2 separate regions of the Mus musculus genome follow, and region 1 is linked to region 2. Evidence: chromatin contacts called from public Hi-C data. All regions are on one chromosome and are shown on one strand. The core of a region is the stretch at or near the end of the contact, and the rest is flanking DNA. Distances in the headings are between cores, read along the strand shown.

Region 1 (6,681 bases), core at 2,698-5,197, 81 kb before region 2:
TCCCTCCTCCATTCAACCTCTCTGGAAATGCCCTCAGGCAAACCCAGGGGAGTGTCTCCTAGTGGATTCCAAATTTAGTCAAACTGACAAAGAAGATTAGCTATTTTATTATTTTTATTTTTGGGGGCTGGACATCAAACCCAGAAATCACACATACTAGGCATGTGTTCTACCACTGACACAGAACCCCAGCCCTGTCTTGTTTTTTTCAGTAGCCTACTTACAAGTGATCTTCAAGGTGCCCCTCTTGTTTGATGAGTGATTCTCAACCCTATTACATACTAGAGTCGCTTGAGGACGTTTTAGGGACAGACACTAGCATTCAGTCCTCATTTGCTTTAATTACTCAGAGGGACAGAATCTACATTGAGACTCCTGTAATCCTAAAGTGCTACAGAGGTGGAGATCAGCAGCAGAAGAACACTATTAGAGTTTCTCATAGTCACCCAGGAATCCTGACTAAAATGGAGGTGCTGATTTGGTCCTTCCTGCTGTCTAACAAGCTTCCAGGTGACCTGAGGTTGAGGCCATTGAGAGAAGCCTATCAAGCGTCAAAGCCCCTCCATGGAACAAATTAGTCACAGATGTCTTAGGCCAGGGCTGGCCAGTGTTCCCCTTTATTCTCTCTCTGTCCCAAAGCCAGTTCTACACTCACATTATTCACAGAAGGAAACATTATTTCTGTGTACATGCTATTGTTCTCTTTCTGAATAGCTCACAGCAAGAATTCTCCTCTATTCAAGCATGTGGAATTATCTAAACCCTTGACTCAAAATGATGAATGATGAATGTAGGCTTCGGGAGGCAGTTGCTGGTGTGAGGATCCACTTGGAATCCCAGAGATAGTAGCAAAATTTATAAATCAAATTAACCCCTGCCCTCCCCCGCTGTGTGTGTGTTTTCAGAGGTCCACATAAGACATCTTCCTTAGTTACTCTCCATCTTAATTTCTGAGTCTGGGTATCTCACTGAGCCTGGAGCTCCCTGGTTCTGCTAAGGTAGGCCAGTGAGCCTCAGAGAGCATCCTAATTTCACCTCTTCACATCTGAGATTATAGACGCATGCCACCATGTCTGTCTGGTTTTTGTTTTTGTTTTTGTTGTTGTTGTTGTTTTGTTTTTGTGGATGTTGAGGATGTTAAGTGCTTGCACAGCAAACTTTTTTTTTTTTTTGTTTTTTTGAGACAGGGTCTCTCTGTATAGCTCTGGCTGTCCTGGAGCTCACTTTGTAGACCAGGCTGGCCTCGAACTCAGAAATCCGCCTGCCTCTGCCTCCCAAGTGCTGGGATTAAAGGCGTGCGCCACCACGCCCGGCTCACAGCAAACATTTTATTGAATGAGCCATCATTCAAGCTTCACAAATTATTTTTAAATGGAAGACATTTAGAGTACAGTAGATTCAGAAAAATCTAATTAGGACTTTTCTTTCTGAGAAAAGATAGAGAATTCTGGAAGACAAGGCAGCTATACTTACTTCCCTCTTTGGGATATCTTTCTTTTCCTAGGAAGATGGTTAGTAACCTATCAGAACTCTCTCCCCAGTTTCTTTTTCCAAGAGAGTATTATGGTCATGAGAGAGAGAGAGAGAGAGAGAGAGAGAGAGAGAGAGAGAGAGACCCCCTCATGCCTTCATGACAAACATTACTATAAACAGTTTTCTTATGTCTATTCTAGAAATCCTATCACATAGGCCATTGTACCTTGTTATTTTATCTCCCTTTGTACCTGGTCTAGAAGCTTTTGGTTTTGACCATCTGTAAAGTTAAATCTTTTGAAAGCTCCTATATACAAACAAACTTTTTTTTCCTTTTTCTTGTTACTCTATCTTTTGTCATCTTAACTCTCAGGCCCCTGAGCATTGACTTTAAGGGCAGAGGGGATGCTTTTCCTCTTGATATTGTCTCAGTGGAGGCTGCTATGGAGGAACCTTCCAGCCTGACTTCTCTGTGTCCCTTGTTCCCTTTCACCCTGTGCCCTCTCAAGCTCTCACTCACCTAAAAGAATCAAGATGGAGTCATGTTACCTAAATACGCCTTGTGAAGGTTGTATTCTACTTTTCCTTTTCATAGTTCACAGGACTGACAGTTAAACATCAAAGGGTATTTCCCCAATTACAGAAATGTTTCATGATTGGCTCTAAATCCCAAATGGCTGGCTCGATTGCTTCCCTCCCCTCCCCTCCCCTCCCCTCCCCTCCCCTCCCCTCCCCTCCCCTCCCCTCCCCTCCCCTCCCCTCTTCCTTGCTTCTTTCCTTCTGACAGGGTCCTGCTATATAACCCAGGCTGACCCTGAACTTGGACTCCTCTTGCCTAAGTGCTACAATTACAGGTTTGTGTCTACTTGGAATGCAGAATTTTAATTTGCGTGTTGAATACTAACAGAAATGTTTTCTAAACTGTATTCATTTGCATGAATCAACCAGAAGAAGGAAGCTGTCATGAATAAAGCTTTTTTTTTTTTTTAAATCCATGAACTAAAATGGTTTGGTTTTTGCAAGCACATTTCACAGACCTTAAAAGCAAACAATTGGCTAATTAAGCCATAATGAATAGAGCTTATTTTGGCTCAAGGAAGTGTTTAGATATTTTTGAGTCCAGTTTCTTGGCAGCAGACTGAGAGCACACATGCTCACAGTCTCCTGTGGCCTCTTCTTACACTATATACCTTCGGCATTCCCCAGAACCTGAATATTTAAAGGCAGCTCACCAGTTGTTCACCCTCATGTATGCAGGAATTCATCTAAGGACTCTCTCCCCCTCTGTGGCCTTGATACGTGTCATTCTCCTCTCACACGTTCCCTCTTCCTTTTCATTGTTTGGCAGCAGGGATGCTTTCTTTGTTCAAGCCAGTCCAAGAGGAAAGCCCAGCCTGCTGGGTGCCCTTCACGACACTCATGAAAGGGAATTGCTGTGAGTGCCTTTTAGCACATGGTGCTCTCGGCATGTTACAGGAATCCATAAGTGAGGAACAAAGATGGTTGCGTAGTCTGTCAATCGGCTATTCTGATGATAGAACAACTCTGGACTCTTCCTAAACCCCACAAATCTTCCAAGGACAGTCCTAGTAAGACTCACCATGGTGATGATGGCCCTGAAGCCAAATACTGGCCCAGGACTACAACATGATTAAAGCAATCAAGGATGTACTGCCTTATGGTGAGCTGTTACAAACTGGAGTCTGTGTGTGTGTGTGTGGGGGGGTGGTGGTGGTAGAGAATTCAGAAGCTTTCTGTGGCTATCTCAAGCTATAGCAAACTGTCTAACACAGTAACCATGGTTATTAATAGTATTACAGCTAAATAGCTATACACTTGAAAGGAATCTGATTGTGCCAAGTTATGATTTTTTAAATATATTTTAAAAAAATTTTATGTGTATGAGCGTTTGTTGTAGGTACATATGTGTACCACATGCATGCCTTGTCTCAGAGGCCAGAAGAGGGTTTCAGATCCTCTGGAACTGGATGGTTAGGAGGCACCACTGGGTGCTGGGAACTGACTACCACTTCTCTGTAAGAGCAGCAAGTGCTGTAAACCACTGAGCGTTCTCCAGCTCCCATGCTACGTTTTTTAAGTGCATCATCTCATGTGGGATTCTGTGAATTAGGTCTTAGTGTCCCTCTTTTAGTAACTGAGGAGTGAGGATATGGTAGCTGCCTGAGCTTAATCTGCTGGTAAGAAGCAATGAAGGTGTTGGAATTGGGGCTTCACTTCCATGCTATCGTGACTTGTGAACTCTTACTGCCTTAAGGGTCACTGACATCCCCAGTTGGTTGGAGTTGCTTGGAAACCCACTGAGTCCTGGATTTGCAGGTCACTGAGAAAGTCACATAACATGTCTTCACCTCACAGGTGGAAAGGTAGTAATAGTTGAGGTAGATTATCTGAGCTGCCCACAGTCAGCCCAGTTAGAGCTGAGAGCAGAATTGAAGTTTAACAGGCTTCCATTAGACATTGAGGTTTGTGGTTAATTCATTTAGCTACCATGACTACTTTCATTTGAGCTCAGTGCTTTCAGATCGTATGTCTTATCACCTCCAGAAATGTGGCCATATCCACAGGACTGTCTGTTTAGATGAGATTGGAGCCATTCCAGATGGTATGTCCATAGGCTAGGCTTTTTGAGCTTAAATGTAGGTTTTTCAGACTTAGAAATCTGTGGTCCTGATGGGAGGTGACTCTACTATTTTGGAGGGAAAGTAGGCAGAAATAAGGAAGCGGTTTGGCCAAGTCATCTATAGCACACTGCAGACGGAAGTGTCTTTTAACTTAAATGAAGAGTCCTCATCCCTGAACCTTTAACCCCTGACTTCTTTGTTTTTGGTTTTGAGTAGAAATAACTTTTCTGCCCTTCATAGGTGCCAAGCGTTACGCTGAGAACTCACTGTCCATCGCTTCCTTCTTGCAGTCTCACACTCTTCTACCAACAGTGGAACAACAGCAAGCTTCTGTAGTCAACCCATTCTATAGCGGAGGAAAGTGATATTAAAAGGAAGGAGATAGCTCCAGAATTTACCTGAATCCAAGTGATCTAGGTGCCAAGGGTCAGTGGCTGAAGACATGGGGGAAAGCGTCAGTGGGGAGGCCCCGCAGTTAGATTCCACCAGCTCACCCTGAATGTGCACGTGGGCTGAGGCGTTTGTCTGTCTCAAGGCTGCCTTGAGAGGGGCGATGTGGTTGAACTGGACTCTGGACAGGCAGCCTGTGAAGCCTGGGGTGTTGTATTTGTGAATTTCTTGGTCGATTTTTCCCGTTTCTAGAAAGAAAGGAAAGAGAAAATAAGAATCCAAGCCCATTCTCTGTGTTCTGTTGGAAGACAGACCCATCCGGGAGCGCTTGTGTCCTAAGCTCTTTGTTAGGGTTCAGTGTTGGTTGTCGAGCTTTTGGAGATGAAATATTACCCTGTGCCTCAAGGCTGCAGATTTTAATGGAACATCGTTTGCTAAAGAACATGGGAGGGTGAATATAAGACTGCATTGGAGAAAACAAAACAACAGCAACAGAACCCACTCACAATTCTCTTGCAGCCACAAGAGTTACCATGGAAGATAACAGCACACGCCGGATCTGAGTTGTTTTTCTTCTTGTTTTTCCTGATCTCTGACTATTTAAGACATATTACATAAAGAACCCTGCTTACCAAACTCCTATTCTCGTCTATACTTATTTTCTCCTTAAGGAGTCTTTATTTTAAAAGAAAAGAAATGGAAGAAGAGAGATCTCCATAGCTGAGAGTTTTGCATTTCCTTTTTTTGATGAGCAATATGCTTGGAATCCCAAGGTTTATTGAATCTCTGTTAGTATCTGAAGGTTTGAAAGCCAGGATATCAGTTTAGTCATAATATTCAGGGACATTTATGAATCATCACCTTACCCCAGTTTGTATGGTCAGCATCTTCCCATAACCTTTCAGCTCAGGGGTGAGCCTGGTTTTCGACAATTCTAATGCACCCATTTGTGGAAACTGGGCACTGTTTTATCAGTCAAGACACAGAGTGTCTTTCTGGCTTTCTCTGATTTTTAGAACCCAATAGAACTAATGCTGATGGAATCCCTAAATGCTTAGGACTTTCTGACCCCACATCTTAAACAGGAGATTTTTGATCCGATAAACAAAACACTGTATTTGGTGACAGCATCAAAGTGCTTGGTGAACCAGAGAAGCCAGTTCAGCTGGGGACTGCAGCAGCAGGAGCAGCTGGGGTTGAAAGGAAAAGAACTCCAGGCTGTGTTGTGTTCAGGGAAACTTGGGAATCTGCTGGGGTGAGAGCTCCAGGCTAGATTGGGTGGGGCCTTGAAGCCCACGTTTGAATATTTCAGAGGGTTTTTGTGGGGAATGCATTAAAAAGATAACCCCAGAGGCAGTATAACAACTGCTCTGGACAGGTACAGGCATGACCACCTTTATCCCCAGTCCCCTGAAAGCCTGCTGGCTGCAGATTCTTCTTTTTGCCATACAGCTGATGTCAGGTCATGCTGTGGAGTGTCCTCCCTGTTGGCTCTCTGTTTTCCCTTAAGCCATGCCAGAGCTGATATTACCTACAGAGAACTGGATTTGTTTCTTCTGTAGAGATCTGAGTAGGGAATGGGGAACTTTTTGCTTTTAAATTTTAGTTCAGGCTGGTCTGAAACTTACAGGTCTAAAACTAAGTTACCAGACTTTGCTGCTTCTGCCTCACAAATAGTGAGGTTAAAGTAGTGAGCCATCACACCTGACTTAGTGGATGGGGAACTCCTGAGTTTCAATTCCCTTTCGCATGATCATTGACATAGTTTTTTAAACATAGGGAGGTGGGCTTCCCTACCACACAGCCCAATGGGAACGGTTTTAAACCTCCCTATCAGAGGCTCTTCCTTCATTTAACAATGTCAGAAGCTTACTTCTGGGCTCCTCCACCCGCTAAGGTGTGGTGTCCCTGCCCTGGGGCTGTGTCTTTAAGAAAGTTAAATGGAACACTGGAGGATGTGTCAGCTAGATGGGCAGAAGATCTGAGGCCAAGCAGGCCATGGGAGATGCTCTCCTTGCAGTTTTTCCTTTCTCTGGGACTCCCATTCATTTCTTCAACTGTTTTCTTTTCTTGGAAATTAGAGAAATTTCCAAAGTTTAATTGCTGTCTTCCCTGAAAGGTGATAAAAAGATTTTAAAATTCAGAAGTTTTAAGTCTGGTTGACACTGCTCTTTTC
Region 2 (6,573 bases), core at 739-3,238:
GTTAATGGCACATGTCCTCTGGCAGAATTTGTTCTTCCCAAGTGGAAGAGAGGAAAGTCCTCAAAAGTGACTTGGAACAATGCATGTTTCTGGCCACATTTCCCAGGTACACGTGCAAACAGTGGTGTCACAGCTTCATAGACCATGATGAATCCCTGTGTGCCCACATGACATCTTCTTCTGTCCTATCTTTTAAAGACAATTATGGTCTCCTTGTGCTTCCTCAGCTGTAAGCTCTTAGAACTTTCTAGGGTTCTGTGACTCTCTCTCTCTCTCTCTCTCTCTCTCTCTAACTCTTCTCTGATACATTACATCCTGCTTCCCTTCAGAAAACAGCAGGCCTTTCAGAGATATCAATGGAACACGGCACAACAAGTTACGATAAGGTTAGACACAAACCCTCTTATCAAGGCTGGACAGGCAACCCAGTAGGAGGGATGGAGAGAAAATACGGAAAGAGATTCTGGAATTGTGTGTGCGTGCGTGCGTGCGTGCGTGCGTGCGTGTGAATGTGTAAAATAAGTGCAGAGAAACTCCCTGGAATCTACCAAGTATGACCCCAGAGACGACTCCTAGTAATGAGGGATACTGAGCCTGACACACTCTTTTTTTGGAAGAACCTTCCATTCCAGCTCAGGGTCGTGGGACAGGGGGGTCATATGTCAGGTTCAGCCTCCCCGAGCGCATGGGAACCTCGGACTTGTCTGAAGAGTGCACTGCACTGGAAACTGGTACGCTCCATTCACAATTGGGCACCACGGACATTCCTTATTACTGTTTGTCTGGAACCTTCCCTGTAACTTAGATTATGGAACAGTCAGGGATAAGTGTTAAAGAGTCTACATATTTCCGGAAATTTTGAGAATCTGACCTTTAGGGAAATGGCACTGTTAATTTTTTTTGTACATTGAAAAAGTGTACTAAAATATATCACTAACAAACACTCTATTCAGAGAAACTTTTGCCCGTTTTAAGCTAGAAATGCCTTGGGATCGAGCTACTTAATTTCTGCAGCTAAGTTTCAGCGGGCAGTTTTGGCGCCCTCTGATGGCATACATGGGTAACTGCAACACTTCCTTGTTAAACCCATTAACTGCTTCATTTTTTTAAAGCCAGGATTAAAAAAAAAATTAAAAATTCTCTTAATTTAATATACACAGAGTGGATTTCACTCAATTTTTCTTATAACATATTTTTCTAATGCTTTAAAAATGGATAAAACAATACATATCCATCACAGGAAAATAATAATGTAAACATTCTATAAAAATAGCATATGGTGATAATGATAATTATATTTTTTCATTTATTCAGAAATGAGTAGAAACCAACTAATAGTATTTTATTTTATGTGTATGGGTGTTTTGCCTGCATGCATGTCTGTGTGCCATGTGCATTTAGTGCCCACAGAGGTGGGAAGAGGGCATCAGATACACTAGGGATGAAGTCAGAGGATTGTGAGCTGTCATGTGGGTCCTGGGAATTGAACCTGGGTCCTCTGAAAAACCAGCCAGTGCTCTTGGTCACTGAGCCATCTCTCCAGTCCTGCCCTGCCTTCCTTTAACTTCACAGTGTATTGTAAAACTTTTTCTCTGTCTATAATAAATTTATAATTGAATCACTTGTCAGTTTCTGGATAATTATCATTCAGTTTTTGGATATATAACACAACATACCAATGTTTATATGCATGCTCTATAGAGCAAGTAAGTCCAGCCTTTAAAAATATCAAATTTTAGTGTTTAGGGTCTGGGGAGATGGTTCAATAAGACATTTACCACACAAGCATGAGGGTTTTCAGTGGCATGTAAAAGCCAGGCGTTTAATGCCTGTCTGTAACCCTAGCACCAGTGACAGAGATAGGAAGATCCGATCCCTGAAGGTCTCTGACCAGCCAGTCTAGTCAACCAGGCAGCTCCAGGTTCAGGAAGAGACCTAGTGTGGACGGGCCTGCTGCTGGTCTTGTGAGCCAATCACCTAACGAATAAAGCCAATCACTGGGCGAGTAGGTGGGACTTCTGGGTTGGAGAGAGGCAGAGAGGAAGCAGGAGCGAGTTAGGGCCCTTTTGGAACCGGACAGCGGAGGGGTAAGATGTAGCTGCTAGAGTTTCCCTGTGTCATGGCAGAATCAGTTTTTAATAAGGCTTACAAGATTAGGTTTTAGTGGTTGCACCCAGAGATTGAGTTACCATAGTTTCTGAGCTAAGTTTGTGTTGTGTTTTCCTTTAGGCAGCGGCTCAGCTGGATTCAAGAGAGAGAGGTACAGCGGCAAAGCATGGGTTTGCCAGATGTGCACCACAAAGGCTGTGGAGGGGTTTGAAGCATGAGGTTGGCATGATAGCGACCTGACAGTGGGAACCTAGCAAGCTGAATGGAGACGTTTCAGGAGCTCCAGGCCAGAGAGACTCCACGAGATGAAATAGGTCGGCCTTTTACCGCCAGTGCATGGCCAGCCAGGCACAACCGCGGGAGCGAGCCGGCTCTATTTTTTAGATACTTCCTTCAATAGAGACCCTGCCTTAAAAAAAAAAAAAAAAAGGATGGCGAGTGATGGAGGAACCTATGTCAATTTTTGGTGTTTGGCCTCCACACAGAGAAAGAGAACAAAATATGTGCACAAAGGGTCTATACCATTCCCAGAACCTGATAGGTGCTCAGAACAATCATGTTGACGTTTGGCAGTGATCCTCTCAAAGTCATGGTCGTGGAAGTGAAGTTAGTACTAAGATACCTTCTGAATGCACACCATGGAACCCCCTCTTCTTCTCAGCTGTTTCTAAGGGTTCAGCCTAGATGGACTTGGCTTTCATGAGAGTCATTTTATAGTACTTGTACTGAGCTCAAGGCTAAACAAAACCCTGCATTTATCATCAATATCTATGAAGCCAGTAGCTTGGATAAAGGTGCTAAGATTCACATTTTTTTAAAAATGAAATTTTATTCCCTCTGCTTTGAAACAATAATGGTTTCCTCAAAAGTTGATTTAATCAACTAATGGTGACCTAGCTAGGCAGTGGTTCTCAGCCTCTGGGTCATGACCTCTTTGGAGTGGCTTATCAGATATTCTGTATACCAGATATGTACCTTATGATTCATAACAGTAGTAGGATTACAGTTAGGAAGTAGCAACAAGAAAACTTAGTGGTCAGGGGTCACCACAAGATAAGGAGCTGCATTAAAGTGTTGCAAAATTAGGAAGGTTGAGAACTACATAACTAAAGTATACTACAACTATATCTAGTTTTAATTCATTAATAAAGCAATAATTAAAAAAAAATAGCCAGGCATGGTGGCTTATACCTGGAGTCCTAGAATCTGAAGCAGAGGATTGCTGTGAGTTTGAGATCAGCTTAGGATACATGGTGAGTTCAAGACCAGCCTGGATTACAGTGTGAGCGTCTTAAAAGAAAAGCAAACAGCAATAGCTACAACAAAAGGGACAGCCATCCCAGGGCAATACCAGATCATTCCAGTCCACATTATCTACTCTGTTAGGGAGTGGTTTACAGCAGGCAAAATGTGGCAAATGTGACATTTCACAGTCATGGAGGAAGGTAGGAGGGAATTCTTCAATGAAGACCAGCGGAAGGCATGCTGGGAGAGAAGAGAACTCTTCCCACTTCTCCCCACCAGGGGTGAGAATCCCTCTACTTCATACTCCTGCTTTCTCCCCTCACTGCCCTCTCACCCTCCTCCCTGCTCCATGACTGGGAAGGAAGCTGGCGGTAGAAGGGCTGGCACAGAGCTGGTGAAGAGGTGTTGCTGTGGCAGCTCAGAAGGGAAGTGGCGGCTCTTACGTGCATCTTCACAGTACCTCTTGCTGATGGTTTGCCGCAAGACGGTGGTGTCCCTATCCAAGCATGAAGAACTTCTCAGTGGGACAGTGTCACACCAGGTTTCCTCATGGCTATGGATGGATGGCAGAGACCGTGCTAGACATTAAAGAAAGCACCAGGAATAATGTGGTTCGGAAGGGTTGAGGAATGAGGCAGCTTTTGGAAGCTGAACAAGAAACGGGAACTAGCTTTCGTATCAGACACAAGAAGAGGCTACTGTGTCATTCAGAAGATAGAGTAGATGTAGGGATGCAGGGGAGCATCCTTCCAGAAGGTGGCGCCTTTGAGCCCTTTGCTTTAGCCAGTCACACAGATGCCAGACTCTGTACAGACTACAAGACTGTGGCTTTAAATCTATAAATCTGCATTGTACAATGTAGTAAGAAATTGAATTCAAGTTCGTAAAAGACCCCGTGCAACTCCAAATCTGAGCAAGTGTTCCCTTCCCCAAGCAATCTTGTCTAGTAGCTACTCTGCCCCGGGACAACTTACTTTCTAGGTCCAGGTGGCAATCCTAAGGAAGAAAGTTTTATCCCTAGCGTTCAGCATTTGGAAACTCTCCACATCGGTTCTCCCTGGGATATGCGTTCTCAGCTTCGGGGTGTCTAAATCTTATACTCTCCCTTTACCAGAGTTCCTTCCCATGTTCACACCCTGTGTTTAGCTGGCCTTGTGGATTCTGTCTTTCATTTGAACTCAGACTGCTGTGCCTTTATTTGGCAAAGTGTGATAAACCTAGTCTGGTAGAGAGCCTGGTTCTAGAGGGCTTTACTGGGTGTTGTGGTACCAGCAGAGAAAAACAAGAGCAGGTGTTAAGCAACTGTGGTACCCAAGGCTTTGTGCTAAGCTCTTCTTGTACGGTTTTATTTAACAGATGTGGAATAGTGAGATTTTCCCTCCCCTGGTATTACTTTGAAAAGTCTAGTATTGCCAAAGGGGGTGGGATTGGCCTTCTTAGCCAGTTATGTCTGACTATAGAGGCAGCCCGGGCAGCTGCGGGCACTGTCTTAAGATTTCCAGTGCTGTGATAAAACCCCAATGCCATAGCAACTTGGGGAGGAAGGGGCTTATTTCAACTTAGCTGTCCAGAACATAGTCCATCTCCAGGACAGGAGCTCAAGCAAGGCTGGAACCTGGAAGTGGGAGCTGATATAGAGGCCATGGAGGAGTGCTGCTTACTGGAGAGCTGCTTATGCCTTGTTCATCCTGCTTTCCTACAGCATCAAGACCATCAGCCCAGGGATGGCACTGCCCACAGGAAGCTGGCTCCTCCCACACCAGTCAAGAAAATGTCCCACAGGCTTGTACACAGAAAAATTTGTTTGGTGTTCCCTCTTCCCAAATGACTAGCTTGGGTCAAGTTGACATAGAACTTGCCAGCACTGGTACAGCTTCCTCAACGGAAGCTGCCTGGCCCTGTTAATCAGGAAAGGGACTCAAAATCACCTGCATTTTAAATATTTACATTCAAAAGAGAATATGCATCAAGTCAGATAAAGCCAGCAAAAGCCTAACCTGAAAAGCCCAAAGAAATGACGTCTCATTTTGCGGGCATTGCCAGGTGGCCGTCTCTTCTCAAATGAACCCTGGTGCATTGGCCACGGTTAAGTGTAATAATTTCAAGGTAATTTCTTTGAGGTCCAAGTGAGCTATTTTGCTGAACATTAAGCTGGTGGTCATTTTCCTGGCAGTTAAGAGGCGATAAGAGATTGTGTAAAAGAGTCTCATTAAAATTAAAGACTGTGACTCCATGTGCCCCAGGACAACCTTAAGGGGACACTAATTTGTTCAACATTTACCATTAAGTCATTGAAAGCATACTGATGCTGGCTGGGCCTCATGTTGTACAGGAGTGTAAAGCTTTAATGTCCTTGCAGGTATTAGTGTGCAGTTTCAGCTCATTTCCATTTTTTTAAGCCACAGTTTGCATTGGCAGAGTTTGAAGGGATTTCATCAGCCTGTTTGTGTTTGAGAGATGGACCAGAGAAGCTAGGGTAGGCACAGAGGAAATACCTAGAAATCATGGGCTATTGCTGGCACCCTCTCCTGGGATGCTAGGGCACAGCTCTGCTGCAGGCCCTACTTCTACCATAATGAAGTATTAATAAAGTCTGAAATTCTTGCCCTTTTCCTGGTATCCCATTTTAAGTAATACTTAGAATTCAATCAGAGATACTGAGTGTAGAATATACCATCTATTCATCCATATAATTATTCATCCATTTGTTAGCTTTTTATTTACTAGAGACTTGGTCTCTTGTATCCCAGGTTGGCCTTGAACTTACTACGTAGTTGAAGATAACTCCTGCTTGTTTAGTGTTGGTCCCTGGGCTGGGCAGGCAGAGAGGAAACAGTTCCTGGTGGTGGAGCCCTTGAGTTACCACCAGATCTTAGACTCCGGTGTCTTTTTCTTTTTCTGCAGCCTTATCTGTCTGTCTCTGATTCATGGGAAATGGGTTTACAATTTAGTGGGTGTTCATATAAGAATTATTAAAAGAATCTTTGGCTGAACCATGTTGGTCTGCTAGTGTATGTGTGCATGTGTGTGTGTGTGCATCTATGGGTACTCCAGTTCTTCCTTTAGAACTTTTGTTCTTTGAGGGAGTGTTATATGAATGACCCCATTGACTGAAGCACTGTAGACTGTCAAGGTCATCAGGTTGGAGTGAGGAAGTCTGGCTCTGAAGACAACAAAAAAAAGATCAGATGTTCCTCCTAGGTCTCTGTATCTTCATGG

The links. Hi-C and Micro-C count contacts between places; a contact is called where the count stands out from the background.
Region 1: a Hi-C map of the G1E-ER4 cell line shows a contact between it and region 2, with 3 times the contacts expected there. The contact joins two enhancer-like sites. A contact is called at or near these places in 26 of 484 Hi-C or Micro-C datasets (the AML12 cell line, the G1E-ER4 cell line, the N1E-115 cell line and 10 more), 4 of 115 datasets of contacts at active chromatin or transcription factors (all in embryonic stem cells) and 1 of 9 other capture datasets (embryonic stem cells).

The regions. Positions count from the first base shown.
Region 1 is chr6:47,269,212-47,275,892 of GRCm38.p6, reverse strand. It overlaps Cntnap2 (contactin associated protein-like 2), which reads right to left. Exons shown (of 24, transcript NM_001004357.2): 22 at 4,514-4,753. Among named protein-coding and RNA genes, the nearest start is that of Gm35280, 15 kb to the right of the region's middle. Within about 2 kb of position 3,947, at least 12 of the 459 cell types and tissues checked have an H3K27ac peak or open chromatin away from gene starts, as enhancers often do. A contact at or near this core is called in the G1E-ER4 cell line, where this site is marked.
Region 2 is chr6:47,185,931-47,192,503 of GRCm38.p6, reverse strand. The region is part of intron 20 of Cntnap2 (contactin associated protein-like 2); the gene reads right to left. Gm35280 (a long non-coding RNA gene) reads left to right here. Exons shown (of 8, transcript XR_001785456.2): 8 at 1-1,120. Among named protein-coding and RNA genes, the nearest start is that of Gm35565, 38 kb to the left of the region's middle. Within about 2 kb of position 1,988, at least 14 of the 459 cell types and tissues checked have an H3K27ac peak or open chromatin away from gene starts, as enhancers often do. A contact at or near this core is called in the G1E-ER4 cell line, where this site is marked.